Linked DNA regions of Sus scrofa: region 2 is linked to region 1. The links are chromatin contacts, called in public HiChIP or PLAC-seq maps. All regions are on one chromosome and are shown on one strand. Each heading gives the region's core, a stretch centred on a gene start, on an enhancer-like site or on the middle of the called end of the contact. The rest is flanking DNA. Distances are from core to core; before and after follow the strand shown.

Evidence for each region. HiChIP or PLAC-seq counts read pairs in DNA pulled down with a chosen protein or histone mark.
Region 2: a contact with region 1 is called in an H3K27ac HiChIP or PLAC-seq map of skeletal muscle. The contact joins two enhancer-like sites. A contact is called at or near these places in 1 of 5 promoter capture datasets (fetal liver), 4 of 47 Hi-C or Micro-C datasets (fetal heart ventricle, fetal liver and skeletal muscle) and 2 of 2 datasets of contacts at active chromatin or transcription factors (alveolar macrophages and skeletal muscle).

What each region holds. Positions count from the first base shown.
Region 1 is chr16:50,521,701-50,528,881 of Sscrofa11.1, forward strand. It overlaps LOC102164818 (a long non-coding RNA gene), which reads right to left. Exons shown (of 11, transcript XR_002339638.1): 9 at 6,196-6,336. Among named protein-coding and RNA genes, the nearest start is that of CPEB4, 26 kb to the left of the region's middle. Within about 2 kb of position 4,216, at least 8 of the 83 cell types and tissues checked have an H3K27ac peak or open chromatin away from gene starts, as enhancers often do. A contact at or near this core is called in skeletal muscle, where this site is marked.
Region 2 is chr16:50,611,192-50,618,372 of Sscrofa11.1, forward strand. All of the region lies in intron 4 of LOC102164818 (a long non-coding RNA gene), which reads right to left. Among named protein-coding and RNA genes, the nearest start is that of CPEB4, 120 kb to the left of the region's middle. Within about 2 kb of position 2,915, at least 10 of the 83 cell types and tissues checked have an H3K27ac peak or open chromatin away from gene starts, as enhancers often do. A contact at or near this core is called in skeletal muscle, where this site is marked.

The DNA.
Region 1 (7,181 bases), core at 2,966-5,465:
CAACCCACAAAGCTCAGCGAGGTGGAGACAGGGGAATAAGCCTCACTTTCCTCTCCCTTTCCTGCCTCCTGTTCAGCATCCCCATTGTTTGAGCCCAACCAGGAACTAGAGGGTAAGGGGCTTCATTGATTCCATCCAAGATCAGCCTCCCTGGACACAGAGAAGGGTCAAGGGGGATGGAGTGAGGGTCTGGATAGGCGCAGGGAAGATTTCTGGAACACTGGTTCTCAGCTGGAACCACAGAGAGGCGGTCGCCCCCCTAGAACTGGAGATTCAGAAGCAAAGAGAAGTTTAGGATCTTAGTGATGGTGGCCTGGTCCTGGGATTGTGGCTTTGGGTGGCTGGTACACGGCTAGACTCAGGAGGGCCAAACTGGGCACCTGACATCAGCTTCAGTCGCTCCACACTTTGGATGGAGTCTCTTAAGCAACTCAAATTAAGTTGACTATTGAATCCCATTTTTTCTCTGTGGCTTTATGCTCTTAAAAGCCAGAAACAGTCACAGAGGACTTTGTAAGCTTATAGTCTCTGACTATAAACCCACTCATGTCCTTCAAACCTGGCATAAATTTCACTTCTGTGCTGTCTCTCCTGATGTTTGTATGCGTGTGTCCTACTGTTTAAAATACAGACCCCACAATGGCATGTTTTATTCATCTCCGTATGCCCAGTACCTGACATGAGACTGACATACTATGGGATTCCCCCCAAAATTCGTTAAATCTTTATGTCCCTGGAGTCCTCAGCAGACTCCAATTTAACTGGCATTTATTAAGCCCCTACCACTTTCTAAGTGCTGCAGCAGGTCATTTTCCTATCAGTTCTCTAATTTAAAAGTCCCGACAGCCCCAGTTATTATCCCTGCTTTTTTATTTATTTATTTATTTATTTATTTATTTATTTACAAGTGAGGAAACTGAGGCTCAGGGAGATGAAAGAGGCAGCACCTGGATTTGAGCAGAGTTCTACTTCCCTGGCTTAATGCTCTTTCCTTTCCTGCTCAGAAGGTGTCCCTTGATTGGTCATTGAACAGTAACTCATGCATATGCATGAGCTGACTGCATGAATGAGCTCAGCGGAGCCTCTCTGTGTGTATGTGCTTTGTGAAGCTCTGAACATCACTGATGGTGCTGGCCTGTTCAGGGTACTCATCCCAGTTTGAGGGCTGCTACCAACTAAAGCACCCATGGATATCCTTCCCAACCCCCAGCCCCACCCCCACCCCCTTGTAATAGGACCATGAGACTGGGCTGGACAGACGATGCCTCCGAAAGCAACTCTAAATTGGATGCAGGAGCCTGGCTCTCTCATAATTGGCCTGATCCCATTGATTCAAAGCACACCAATTTCTGACAGTTTCCTCTGAGTACTGGAAACATGAAATTGTCAAGCGCCTACCCTTTAGTTGTTCTGCGAAGGGAGCTCACAAAATTCGAAATGGACAGTTAAAGGCACCTGTCTCAGAAGAGCCCCCAAAACACCCCCACTCACCAAAAAAAAAAAAAAAAAAAAACAGAACAAAAGTTAAAAAGCTGGTCCTTGTGATGCCTATTCCATATGCCCTGAACTTGCACATAGTTCTCTCAATCCTCAAAGCAGTCCTGATTATAGAAAAAAAAAAAAAATTACTGTTCGCTATATTTTATAGGTGATGGGCCTGAGGTTTTTCGGGTCGAGGGATGCGTGTCCAAAGTCACACAGGTAGGAAGTGGCAGAGTGGGGACTTAGGGCAGATCTGAATCTCTGGCTCTTGCCCGTGGATGAGATCAGCCCAATGGAGCTTTCTGCTGCTTCTAAACCTGCTGGCCTCAATTACAGGTAGTACTGCCGTGATTCCTGCTCATTACCTTCTGCCCTATTTTACTGAGGATTCAGGGCAGATTTGAATCTGCCCTAGAAAAACATCTGCCTGACCCCTCAGAGAGAGAGAAAGAGAGAGAGAGAGGGAGGAATGTGTTTCTAGGCTGTTCTATAGAACCTAAGGCATTTCCATGACAATGCCTTTAAGTGCCTTTTCCTGCACCCTTCTCACAGTCTGCCCTGTTGATTTCTGCCCTATCTCTCCTTCTAGGCAGAGTGCTCTTCAAGGGCAGCCCCTGCCCCTGCTCCTTCTATCTCCTCTCTCTCCCAAAGTCTCAGGGTCCATCAACATTCACTGAGCACTGGTTGCACACCTCGTTCCAAGTCAGATCCTTTCACAGCCGCGACCAGCTTTTCTGTTTGTGGCAACCCATGTGGAATGGATTGTATGATGAACCCATTTTACAGATGAGGATATTGAGGCTGGGAGCGGGGAAAGAACTTGCCCAACGCCACAGACTTAGTCAAGGGCAGGTTTGGGAGTTTAGCAGGGCTATGGGGCCCCACTATGGGTGATCTTTTTGCAATACCGAAGCTGCAGCTGCTGGGCACGTCCTCTGTAAAGGTCATTGGTTGAACAACAAAGGAAAGAGGCAAGAGAAGAAGAGGAGGGATACTGAAAACAGTTGAAGACAGCAAAATAAAGAGAAACAGTAGAATATTTATTTATTTGCTTTTGGGGGCCACACCCACAGCATTTAGAGGTTCCCAAGCTAGGGGTCAAATTGGAGCTACAGCTGCCAGCCTACAGCAAAGCCACAGCAACGCCAGATCTGAGCCACGTCTGCGACCTACACCACAGCTCATGGCAACGCTGGATCCTTAACCCACTGAGCAAGGCCAGGGATTGAACCTGAAACCTCATGGTTCCTAGTCGGATTCATTTCCACTGCACCACAACAGGAACTCCACAATAGAACATTTGGAAGCAGTAAAGTTGATGGAAGGTTAGAGAAATGGGTCTAGGGTTTAGCTTCCTTTCTTCTGAGGCCATGAAAAGATAGGCACACCCTCAAGATCAGAGAAAGGAAAACATGGAAGCAACAGGAATTCGAGCTGGAGTTTCACTGAGCTTCCTCTGTGGGGATGGACACACTCAGAAGGTCCACTCCACTGGATGTGCTTCATAGCTCTGAATCCAAACAAGAAGATTCTTTTCAAGGAATTCGAGCTATTTATAGATAGAATATACATATATGTAGCCATGCAGTGAAGTTAGAGGTCTCTGCCCTTGGACTTAAATGACCAAGGGTCAAATTCCAGGTCTGTCCTTTCCTAGCTGTCTAGCCCGTGATAAAACCTCTTACGTCTCACAACCTCAGTTTCTCTTCTGTAAAACAGGCTTGACAAGGAGTTCCCACTGTGGCACGGAGGGTTAAGAATCCGGCATAGATTGCACCTGTGGCTCGGATTCCATCCCTGGCCTGGGGACTTTCATACTGTGGGTGTGGCCAAAACAATTTTTTTTTTTAAAAGGCACTACAAGATTCCCAATTTCATAGGGGGCTAGTAAATCAAATGAGGCAAAGTAGTGAATATAAGCCCCAAATGGAAGCTTAGTTAAAAGTTTTCCACATTGTTCTACCTAATGGATTCATTTTAAATGAAGAAAGACAGAGTAGCCCCCTCTGATATGAGTTCCAGCTCCCCACTTGGGTTGGCACATGGAGATAGTTCAGAGCAACAGAGGTTTCCAGAGACTCTGGAGCCAGACTGTTGGGGTCTAAACCTGGCTTTGCCCTTTGCAAGCCGGGTGACCTTACTTAACCTCCGTTTGCCTCAGTTTTTTTTACCTGTAAAATGGGAGTAACGAGAGCACTTCCTTCTTAGAGTCCTTAAGAAGCATGGGGCTCCTGGGAACCCTGCCTGGCACATAGCCAGTGTTCAGAAAATGTCAGTTATTACAGTATTGTCATTATTATTATAACGTGCTGAGTGCTTTTCTTATGGCTGCATTTCAACTGTTTCACTGCCCCCGCCCCTGCTTCCCCCATAATCCAGCTGTGGGGCTGAAGGACCAGGTTCTGCAGGGCAGAAAGGCACTACTTAAGCGAGGAGAGAGCCTCGTCATCTTTCAGTGATGTCAGGAGGGCGCCTTATCAATAATTGAACAGTTTTTCCAGGAACCCAATCTAGAGAGTGCAGTGCCCTGGCTGCAGTAGGGCCAGGCTGGCTGAGGCTCCCAGAAGGCTCCAGGCACAGTGGGGACTGTTATCTGCTTGCTCCGTGGGCGGTGGGGTCTGGTTGCTGCTGCTGGAAGGACTCCTGCTGCGGGTGGGACTTGAGACTCAAGCCTCCCAGCAGGGCACTTGATCTTCCACCAGCCCCGCCCTCGCAGTCCTGTTCTAACAGCCCCAAAATAGAAGGTCTACTCTGCACCTGGCGTGCTTGAGCCCAGAGCCTGGAAGTCATTCTGAACACCTCCCCCTCCCTTGCGGCTCACTTTCAAGCCATCCGTGGGTCCTGATAATTTTGTTTTTAGGCGTGACCCAAATCTGCCCCCTTCTTCCATTTTTGTTACCATCACCCTAGTCCAGACATGCTGGGGCCCCCACAGCAGCATCTCACTGGCTTCCTTGATCCCCCGCCCCAACACCCTCAGCCCCCACTTCCCCCACCCCTGCCCGGGGCACACACACAGTAGCAGAGGCTAAGAGTGATTTTTCTAAAATGCAAATCATCTGGTCGTGTCACTTCCATGCCTAAAAGCTTCAGTGTCTCTGTGTTGCTCAGAGGAAACTATTCAGCCCCTCCCCTCCATGCGTCCTCAAGGCCTCTGGCTTCACCCCCAGCCCTTCTCGTCTTCATTCACGACCTTCCAGCTACACCACCCTTGTATCAATGCCTGTCACAGTGCCTTCACACCTCCAGGTCCTCCCCTGTCCTGTTCTCTCTTCCCTGTCTGCCTCCTACTTGTCATGCAGTTCTCAGATAACGTCACCTCCTCAGAGAAGCCCTCCCTGACCTCCAGCCTACGGCAATGACCCCTTTCACCCCTTCCTCCCTCCACTGCCCCTGCATATCTCCTCTGTGAGACTCCCGCCACCATGCCTGTGTCAACTTATCAGCTTCCTTATTTATTATTATTTTTTAATAGTTATTTCCCCAATACGATTTTTTCCCTACTGTACAGCATGGTGACCCAGTTACACATACATGTACACATTCTATTTTCGCACATTATCATGCTCCATCATAAGTGACCAGACATAGTTCCCGGTGCTACACAGAAGGATCTCCTTCCTCATCCATTCCAAAGGCAATAGTGTGTATCTATTAACTCCAAGCTCCCCGACCACCCTGCTCCCTCCCCCTCGGCAACCACAAGTCTATTCTGCAAGTCCATGAAGCAGCTTCCTTATTTAGTGTCTCTCTCCTCCACTGGAAGGTGAGCCCAAGAAACACAGATCCTGTCTGTCTTGCTCACAGCTGCATCCTCAGGACCTCCAGTAGCTCCTGATGCCTGGCAGGTGGGCAGCAAATATTTATTACACAAATGCATGGAAACTAGGAGGTTGGGTAGTGTTGTGGGGCGAGTGCTGATCTCGGAGTCTAGAGCTCTGAGTTTGAGTCCCAGCTCTGGGACCCGCTCCCTGTGTGTGATTAAGCCCGTCTTTGTGCCTCTCTGAAGCTATAGTAAAGTCAGGAGACCTGGTGTCTGGCCCAGGCTCCGCCACTTGCAGTCTGTGTGATTGGACAGCTCCCCTGATCTCTTTGAGCCTCCTCTTCTTCATCTGTCAAAGGGGGACTGTACGGTCTACCTCACGGGAGACTGGTCAAGATTCCTTGCACCAGTGTGTGTGGAATCTGTGCATGTAGACAGAGCCTGGTACATTCTGGGGGTGATGGGAGGGGAGCCCAGGGGCTGTCAAATCCTCCAGGCATTCTGCACCAAGTGGAGCAGGCAGATCCCGTGTTCATGTCATAGAAGCCACAGCCAGAAGGGTAAAAAGCAAACAATCAGCCCAAAGCCTATTGGAAGGCACCCACTTCAAAGGAGCCAAGCCAGAGCACCAACCCTAGAGTGTATGCTTCCTTCTTTAGGGAAGAAAAGCTCCCTCTGACTTCACCGAGTTTCCCTTTGGGAATGGGCTGCCAGGGAGCTCCGAGGGACCTTGAGTCCTCACCACAGGCTTCTCTCCTGCAGTGCGAGTATCCATTGTGCAAAATGGCCATAACCTGATAGATAATTTAATGGTATACAATTGGCTTTTCGGGGGCCCCTGAGGGAACCGCAAGGGTGAGAGGTGAATGGCTTTGAAGTTCTAACATTTGCTTACAGAGACTTCGTCATAACACTGGCTGGAGAAGACGATGAAGAGGATAAAAAAATACCTGAGATGCTTGGCCCCGATGTCAGGGCTGCTGGCTGTAAGCGGGGTAGCACGTGATCCAACACCACGGGAGTTGCTGACATTTAGGTTTTACGGCAGCTGTGAACTCCCAGCTACAGAAACACTTTTACTGCGGGGACTCCTGGAGGAAAAATTATTTTTGTTATTATGACTCTAAAGCTCCCTAGCCCAAATCCCCTTATTTTTTTCTGCCATCGAAACAATGTATTTTATAACCATGACCCAGAACTTGGGGTTGCGCTGCCATTAAAGCCAGAAATGGGCCAGCAATGCTCAGCAAAACTATTTTCACCTGCTTGCCAGAGTATTGTTTATGCTTTTGTTTTTGTTTTTTTTCATCTTTGGAAAAACATTAACGTGAGTAAGGCACTTAGCTCAGCACCTGGTATATAGGAAGCGCTCTGTAAACATTAGCTGTTATTGTTCCTACTCTTATTTTATCAACAGTGGTGTATCTGAACACCCTTTGTAGTAAACTATCTCAGATCCCTTTGGGGGAATGAAGTCAATGATAAAGAAATTCTAGGAGTGTAGGGTATGTTCTAAGCGTCTGGATGGAGTGAATTTATTTCCAGTGCCCTGTGACTCTATATCTGTCAGATAATGCCTGGCTGTCTCCTAAAGTGACCTAGATAAGATGCCCCAGATTGGATGCGAGGGGGAAACTTGTGTAAACTAGGCACAACCAGGCACCTCTGAATAATCTCATCACATTTAGACCTCATGGAGACCTTGAGAGGTGAGCCTTATTTTCCCTAACTGAATAGAGAAACCGGGTCTCAGTACCAGTCAGTAACTCCAGAGGAATGGAGCTAGAACGTGGTCAGGCTGGATTTGAACCCAGATCTTTATGACTCTAAGGATTGCAACCCTCTACTCTCTGGAATTGGTTCTTAGGCTTCGGCCACTTCCTTAGGAGCCTGCAGCAAGTTGGAGCTTGCAAAGTTTGCATTCGTTTAAAAAGTG
Region 2 (7,181 bases), core at 1,665-4,164, 88 kb after region 1:
TGGGGACAAAGGCAGTTGCCCCAGAGGGACAACCTGTAGGATCTCCAAGCAGAAGGGAAGGGGGACCCCCAGGGAGGAAGGAAGGCCCCAAAGAGCCAAAGTATCCACGTGGCATGTAGGCAATAGGGAACTTAGACATCTCACAGAGTTTCCCACAATCCTGTGAGACATAAGAAGTAATACAATGATTCCTGTGAGCCCCAGAATGTCACAGAGGTCACAGAGTCACCTGATCTGAGACAGGTTGAAGCTAAGAATAAGGGACAGTTCCACAGGACCTGAGTTTACCAATGGCTCTGAATGATAAGTGCCACTGAAGGTGACATCAGTGACCAGTGGCCTTCCTTCCTTCACCTTTGCACACCAAGCAGAGATGCAACGGCTAGGAATGGAGGGGGTGGATGGACTGTGATTCATCTGTGACCCACTCCAGCCAAATGGCAACTCAAAATTAGAAACTGAACTTAATAGATATAAAAAAGAAATTTATATTTTATATGTATCCCGCACGTGAGTTCATACTCATCACAAGTGAATGAATGAACAAATACAGTTCATAAAAGCATCTTGGCCAAAGGGATCCATCTCTCAGCTGAAATAGGGATTCATCTCTTCCCCGTTTTGACTTCTGGGGCAGCCCAGTATGAGACGTCAAGAATCTGTAAGCTCCATTCAAAGTCTCTCTGTTTGAGGATTACAGCTACTGCTAAAGGGTCCCATTGCAGCAAACCATAAAAGAGGGAGAACCGGATCCAGGCCTCTGTTTGAAGGTGACCCAGGGCTGAGTGATGTTCCAGGAACCCCTCCTTCCAGGGACTCAGGAGAAGGGTGGTCAGGAAAGGTTTTCTTGCAAAAAAAAAAAAAAAAAAGAGGCTGGAGAGGAATTCTGAAAATGAGTATAACTAGATAGGGAGGGAGAGCTACCTACCAAGCAGACAGAATCGCACATACAAAGGCCCTGTGGTAGGAAGGAGCTGGGCTTATTCATGGAAGCCCAGCTCCTGGATCAGGAACCCTGAGAGTGAAGGTGAGCGATGCAGTACGGCCTTGATTGGTGCTTCTAAAATGTTCCCTCTCCCCTCTTTAGTTTGGGCTGGAGCTAGTGACTTGTTTCTAATCAATAGATTAAGATAGCAATGGGCTGCCACTTCCAAGATTCGGTTCTAAAAGACTCCCCTCTTGTTTTCTTGCTTGCTTGTTCCGATGAAGCAAGCTGCCACACTGTAAGCTACCCTATGGAGAAGCCCTAGGGACAAGAAACTGAGGATGCCTCTTGCCAACAGCAAGCGAGGAGCTAAATCCTACCAACAAGCGCGTGAGTGATCTCGGAAGCAGAGTCACCCTGAGTTGAGCCTTGAGATGACTGCAGCCTCAGTGGATAACTTGGGTTGCAGCCTTGTGAGAAGCCCTGAGCCAGAGGACCCAGCTTAGTCACACCCAGATTCCTGGCCCACAGAAACTGTGAGGAAATAAACTCATGTTGTTTCCTAAGTCACTAAGCTTGGGGGTCATTTGTTACACAGTGATGGATGACTAATGCAGCTGATAAGGTACACAGGTGTGAGATAATGCAAAGTATTCAGCAGTTCGTCTTAGGATTTCAGTAAATTCTCTGCTTGGAACCCATGTGTAATTCACCTGAGCTTCTGACTCTGAACTTTTCTGATTCATAAAATCTACATATCGTATGAAGTTGGATGTAAGATAATGTTAGCTTCTCTAACATGGAAGTGGTAGGGACAATGAGAGGTTGGAAGGGACAGGAATTAACCTTTGCTGACAACCTATGGAGGTTCAGGTTCTCAAGATGCTTTTGGTTCTTGGGAAAATATTCCCAGTGTTGGCCCAGGCAACTCTTTCTAGTGAAACTGAAGAGGCTCAGCATTGACTCTGGCAGGGACAACATTCTCCCATTTCTTCTAACTAACAGAACCCCTGTATTATTGGGGGTGTCCACTCATCTGGTACATTTCCTAGCTCCCTCACTGTAGGGCAGCCAATAAGCTATAAGCAGAAATCACTGGATGGAATTTCTGGTAGTTTTTATTTGTCTGTTGGTTTTGTTTGTTTTAATATTGACTCATTTGAGAAGTGCACAATCTTGTACTTCTCTTTCTCCTTGCTGGCACCTGGAATGTGGGTATGATGGCTGGATCTGTGGCAGCATTTATGACCATGCAATGCACCTTGATGATGGAAGCCACACTTTAAGGACAGCAGAACAAAAAGATGGAAAAAGCCTTGGCCAGAGAGTCAGTCCTTGACTGTTTGCGGTTTCATATGAGAGAAAAGTAAATCTTTATCTTGTTTAGGCCACTTTTATCCAGGTTTTCTGTTATGGGTAGCTGACAAACCAGTCAGTCCTAAATGATACGCTTGCATCCTAAGTAAGGTATTTAAGGAATTTGGGGATTTCTCTTTTAAATTGCCAGGACTCCAGACTCTCAGAGAAAATTTTACCTTATGCCCCTCTTGGCTAAAAAGTTACTAGTATGCTGACAAAAATTTCCTGAGCTTTACCCCATGCACTGAACTCTAGCCATTACGGGTAGCTGCCTCACAGTGTATTTGTGAGACGGGATCATCATCCCATTTTACAGATGAGGAAGTGGAAACTCAGATTCCATCACCATCCAGGGAACATGGCTAGAATTTGAACTCAGATCTGTCTGAACCCACAGCTCGTATTTTTTTTTTTCTATTGCTTTCCCATTGTCTCCCAGCTCTAGAACGCTGAGTCCTCATTCAGGCAGAAGGTGGGGCCGGTCAAACCACCCTGAGGTCCCTGGATCAGAGGGTGCAGCCCTCACCCACGTCTTCCATCTGCAGCTACCGGCTGAGGTCTTCTCCAGTGCAAGGTTACTAAAGCGGATGGCCCAGCTGGTCCTCTCCCCAGCTCACTGCCATCCTGTTTACTGGCCATCTGGCCCTCATCTCTGTGATTCTCTGACTGTCCCTCCTCAAGGACCCTCTTAAAGGGACAGAGCCTCTCTGGTTTCAGTAAACGACCTCCATTCCTAAACCTAGATGCTCAACCTTGACCAGAGCAAGCCTGACAAAGAAAAGGCCAAAACAGTAGGGATTTCTGGGAGCAACACAAGTCTATTTCTAAGCTCAGATTACAGCATCCGAAAGGACGACTCGTTCCAGGCAAACACGCTCCCACCCCCTGGCAGGAATGTGATCAGAGCAGCCTGACTCCTCGGCAGGTTCTGAATGTTCTCCGCTGAAACTTGCTTTATCCTGGTTGAAACTCCTGTCTGTCCCAGGAGAGACTGGAAATATACTCTTTCTAGGAGCTGCTGGAAAATTAACCCACATTAGCAGAGACCTAGGTGAGGCTGAATTGGGGACAGGAAGGTCCGCTTGAAAGAAAAAAAAAATGTTCTTTGTAACCAGGACAAGGCTAAATAAACCCTCTCTCCATTGGTCCAAATCTATGCCAGCCTCCCACTGGCATCCGTGGGTGTGCTGAGAACAAGCTATGGATTTCTACAGAGACTGTCACCATAGCACTAGGGGCCTTATTCTGCTATTTCAAGAGGGAAAATAATCGAAAGGTCAAAGGAAGAAAATCTACCATCGAGCTTTTCAAACTGCAAATATTTATTAACACTTTAGCAAGCGCCTGGCACTACATTAGATGGCGGCCACAGCAAGATGGGCAGGGAGAGATGAGCCATCTTGCAACCCCCATGAGTCAAGCACAAGGCTGGGCACTGTTTCTCTCTCTACAGTCTTGAAAGGGCAAAGAATAATCCCCATTTTGTCAACTGGGGAAAAAATGAAGGGCATCCAGGAGCTAGAATCAGGAATGTGATACTGGACCAGACTGAATCCCGGTAGAGGGGGGATTCTTTTTTCTTTCTTTCTTTCTTTTTTTTTTTAGGGCCCCACCTGTGGCATGTGGAAGTTTCCAGACTAGGGGTTGATTTAGAGCTGCAGCTGCCAGCCTACGCCAGAGCCACAGCAACGCTGGATCCGAGCTGCATCTGAGACCTATGCCACAGCTCACGGCAACGCTGGATCCTTAACCCACTGAGCAAGGCCAGGGATTGAACCCACATCTTCATGGACCCTATGTGGGATTCTTAACCTGCTGAGCCACAATGGGAACTCTGGGGCGGAGGGGGTGGTTCTGAATATAAAATACTCCTTGGTCTGTTCACTGAGACACGGGGTGTTAGGGAGCCGAGAGGGGTGTGGAGGCAGCGGGGAGGATCTCAGAGAGAATCTGGCACCTGCTGTTGGCCTGAGGGACAAGGAAAGGCAGTAGTGTTGCCAGCCCAGTGGGAACGGCAGGGGAAAGAGGGGCCCCGGGCTTGGGGCAGGTGGGAGCAGGGCAGAGAGTGGGTGGGAGGGGGTGGCAGTGGAGAGTCAGCAGCACAGGGACATCTGCTGACCGCACCTGAGCCACGGTCTCCCCCCTGGGTGCTGCCAAGCTCCATCCAAGCAACTGAGGATGGAAGGGGATGCTTCCCTGTAGGAACTGGCGGCTACTGCACTAATTCTGGTTAACAACCACCAAACCCAGTGGCTTACACTAACAAGCATTTTTTTTTTTCCTTCATGCTCACAAATTGGAGGACAAATTGTGCCTCTGCTGGGGTCGCCTGGGCTTGGCTCCAGGCTCCAGGTTGAGTTGGGTCTGGGCCACGTGCTCCTCATCCTGCGTGGACCAGGAGACATGATTTTCTCATCTTGGATGACAGGCGCACAGAAGCCCAAACCACACAAGCACAGAGAGACCCTCTGCTTCCCTCGTGTCCACGCACATCCCACTGGTCAGTCTTGGCCAAGTCCAACAACAGTGCCATGGGGGGGGCAGGGGCTAAACTCTAGCAGCTCTACTGGGAACAAATGAAGAACCACGGGGTGACAGGTACAATGTATAATCCTGCTCTATGGGAGTGAAGAACTAGAAGCAATACTTTTACTTTATTTTACTTTTTATGGCTTCACCCACAGCACAGGGAAGTTTCTATGCCAGGGATCGAATCCGAGCCACAGCCGAGACCCATGCCACAACTGTGGCAATGCCCCATCCCCTAAGCCAATGCATCGGGTCAGGGACCAAATCTGCGCCTCCTCAGCGACCCAAGCAGCTTCAGTCAGATAGATCCCCAACCCACTGAGCCATGGCGGGAACTCCAAAAGCAATATTTTAATCTACTGTCTTTCTTAAAGGAAAATAAAAATGTTAATGCCAAAAGAGGAACAGATGTGGTTTAAAAACAACCAATGTCCACCACAGTGGTCTTACACAATGTTCATTTAGACGAGCTGGAGAAGTTTGGGGGCGATGGGTGTACGTTTGCCAGATTCCTTACTGTCTGTGGGTCAAGACTCACAGGTGCTGGGCAGTGAGCTGATAGAGGCTGCAAGGGCACAGGTCTCTAGCAGAGATTTCAGGTCTCTGAACTCAATGGCGTCCTACTTGTGACATTTATGAATGTCCTGATGATTAAATTCTGGAAACGACCAAGTTAGGGGTCACAGCCCAACCTGAGGTCCTGAAATCCCGAGCCCCCAAATATTGTGAATGGTATGTGAGAGCCTGAATCCCATCATATGATGACCACGGGGTAGTTGTAGGTCCTGCCCACTGGGACTGAACTTGACCACAGGACCCCAGATCATCAGGGGCTTTCACTGCGTTCTGTGCCAAGTGCAGCCCCTCTTGGAGCCTTGGCTGCCTCATCTGCAAAATGGGGTTGATACGACCTGCCTCGGAGAGACAGGATGAGGGTTCCAAGCATCTCTGTACTTGAGCTGAGCCTGGAATCCAGGAGGTGCTCCATACACGTGGGTGCCTGCACACCGTTGCCTGAGTAGCAGCAGGGGTTCTAGAAATTGGGCTTAGAACGTTGCCTTTTGCCATTTATGAGACCATGGGCAAGTTACTTAACTTCTTTGTGTCTCAGTTTCCGCATCTGAAGAGTGGAAGTGATAACCATAACATCCAGCTCATGGCTTTGATATATGGGTACTCGGACGGCAGGTGACACAGCCTGACTAAATGTAAGCTATTACCATCATGTCGTAAAGGGAGCTTTGGGACTCAAAACATGGTGTCTGATTGGAAAATTTTTTCCTTTCATGCCAAAAAATATTTACATGGTTTCACCATTTCTTTTTTCCTTAGGGCCACACCCGCAGCATTTGGAGGTTCCCAGGCTAGGGGTCTAGTCAGAGGTATGACTGCTGACGTACACCACAGCCACAGCAATGCCGGATCCGAGCTGCGTCTGCAACCTACACCACAACTCAGGGCAACGCCGGATCGTTAACCCACTGAGCGAGGCCAGGGATCGAACCCACAACCTCATGGTTCCTAATCGGATTCATCTCCACTGCGCCACGATGGGAACTCTGGTCTCACCATTGTAATCAATGCCTGATATGTAAATTTAGTTTCAGCTATCTTTCTTCTTCCAAGTTGAGGTCTGAGCACAACTGTGACAAACCACAGCTGTCCACATGGCTCTAAGCAGGATTCGGGAGGAGGGTGGTGAAAACACGGCTCACAGCAGAGGAGGGAAAATCACTCTCATAAAACAGTGCCAAAGCAATAAATGCAGATCCTGGGATTCGTGAGGGTGACAACCCTATCAGTGTCCATGAATATTTGATCAGGTCAGCTTCTGGGAGTGTGGTGTGGAATCTGCAGGCAGTCTGTGGCTCGGCCTTTCGAGTAATGTACATGTAGGAAGGAAACTGACTCCTGCACCGGGGCAGCCCTCCTACCTGAAATTTCTGCCATGGCAACTTGAAGTAGGTGGCATGTCAACCAAAGGGACCAAGGGCCCCCAGCCCCTACAGTGCCCCCCATGGACAGTGCCCCCCAGCACTGATCTGTGATGACATCATTAACAGGGGCCCAAAGCCACTTAGCCTGCTAGGGAAGAGCTGGTTTAGTGTGAACTCATCTTCAATCCCAGAGCTGTCCTCCAGCCCCTCTCAGGGACAGGTCTGGGAGCAGCTCACGTTTCTGGCTGCTGGGGCTTCTGCAAGGAGATCCCGTTACACTCCTGAGATGCCTGCCAAGCCAGGAACACTCATCTGGCGGAGGTCAGCCCTCGTCCCCGGGGCGAGGACCTGACGACAGGACCTGGCAGTGTCCACCCCTGCCTCCAGGCCTAGGCTGCTACTTGAAGCACGCCTGGTTTAAATCCTAGATC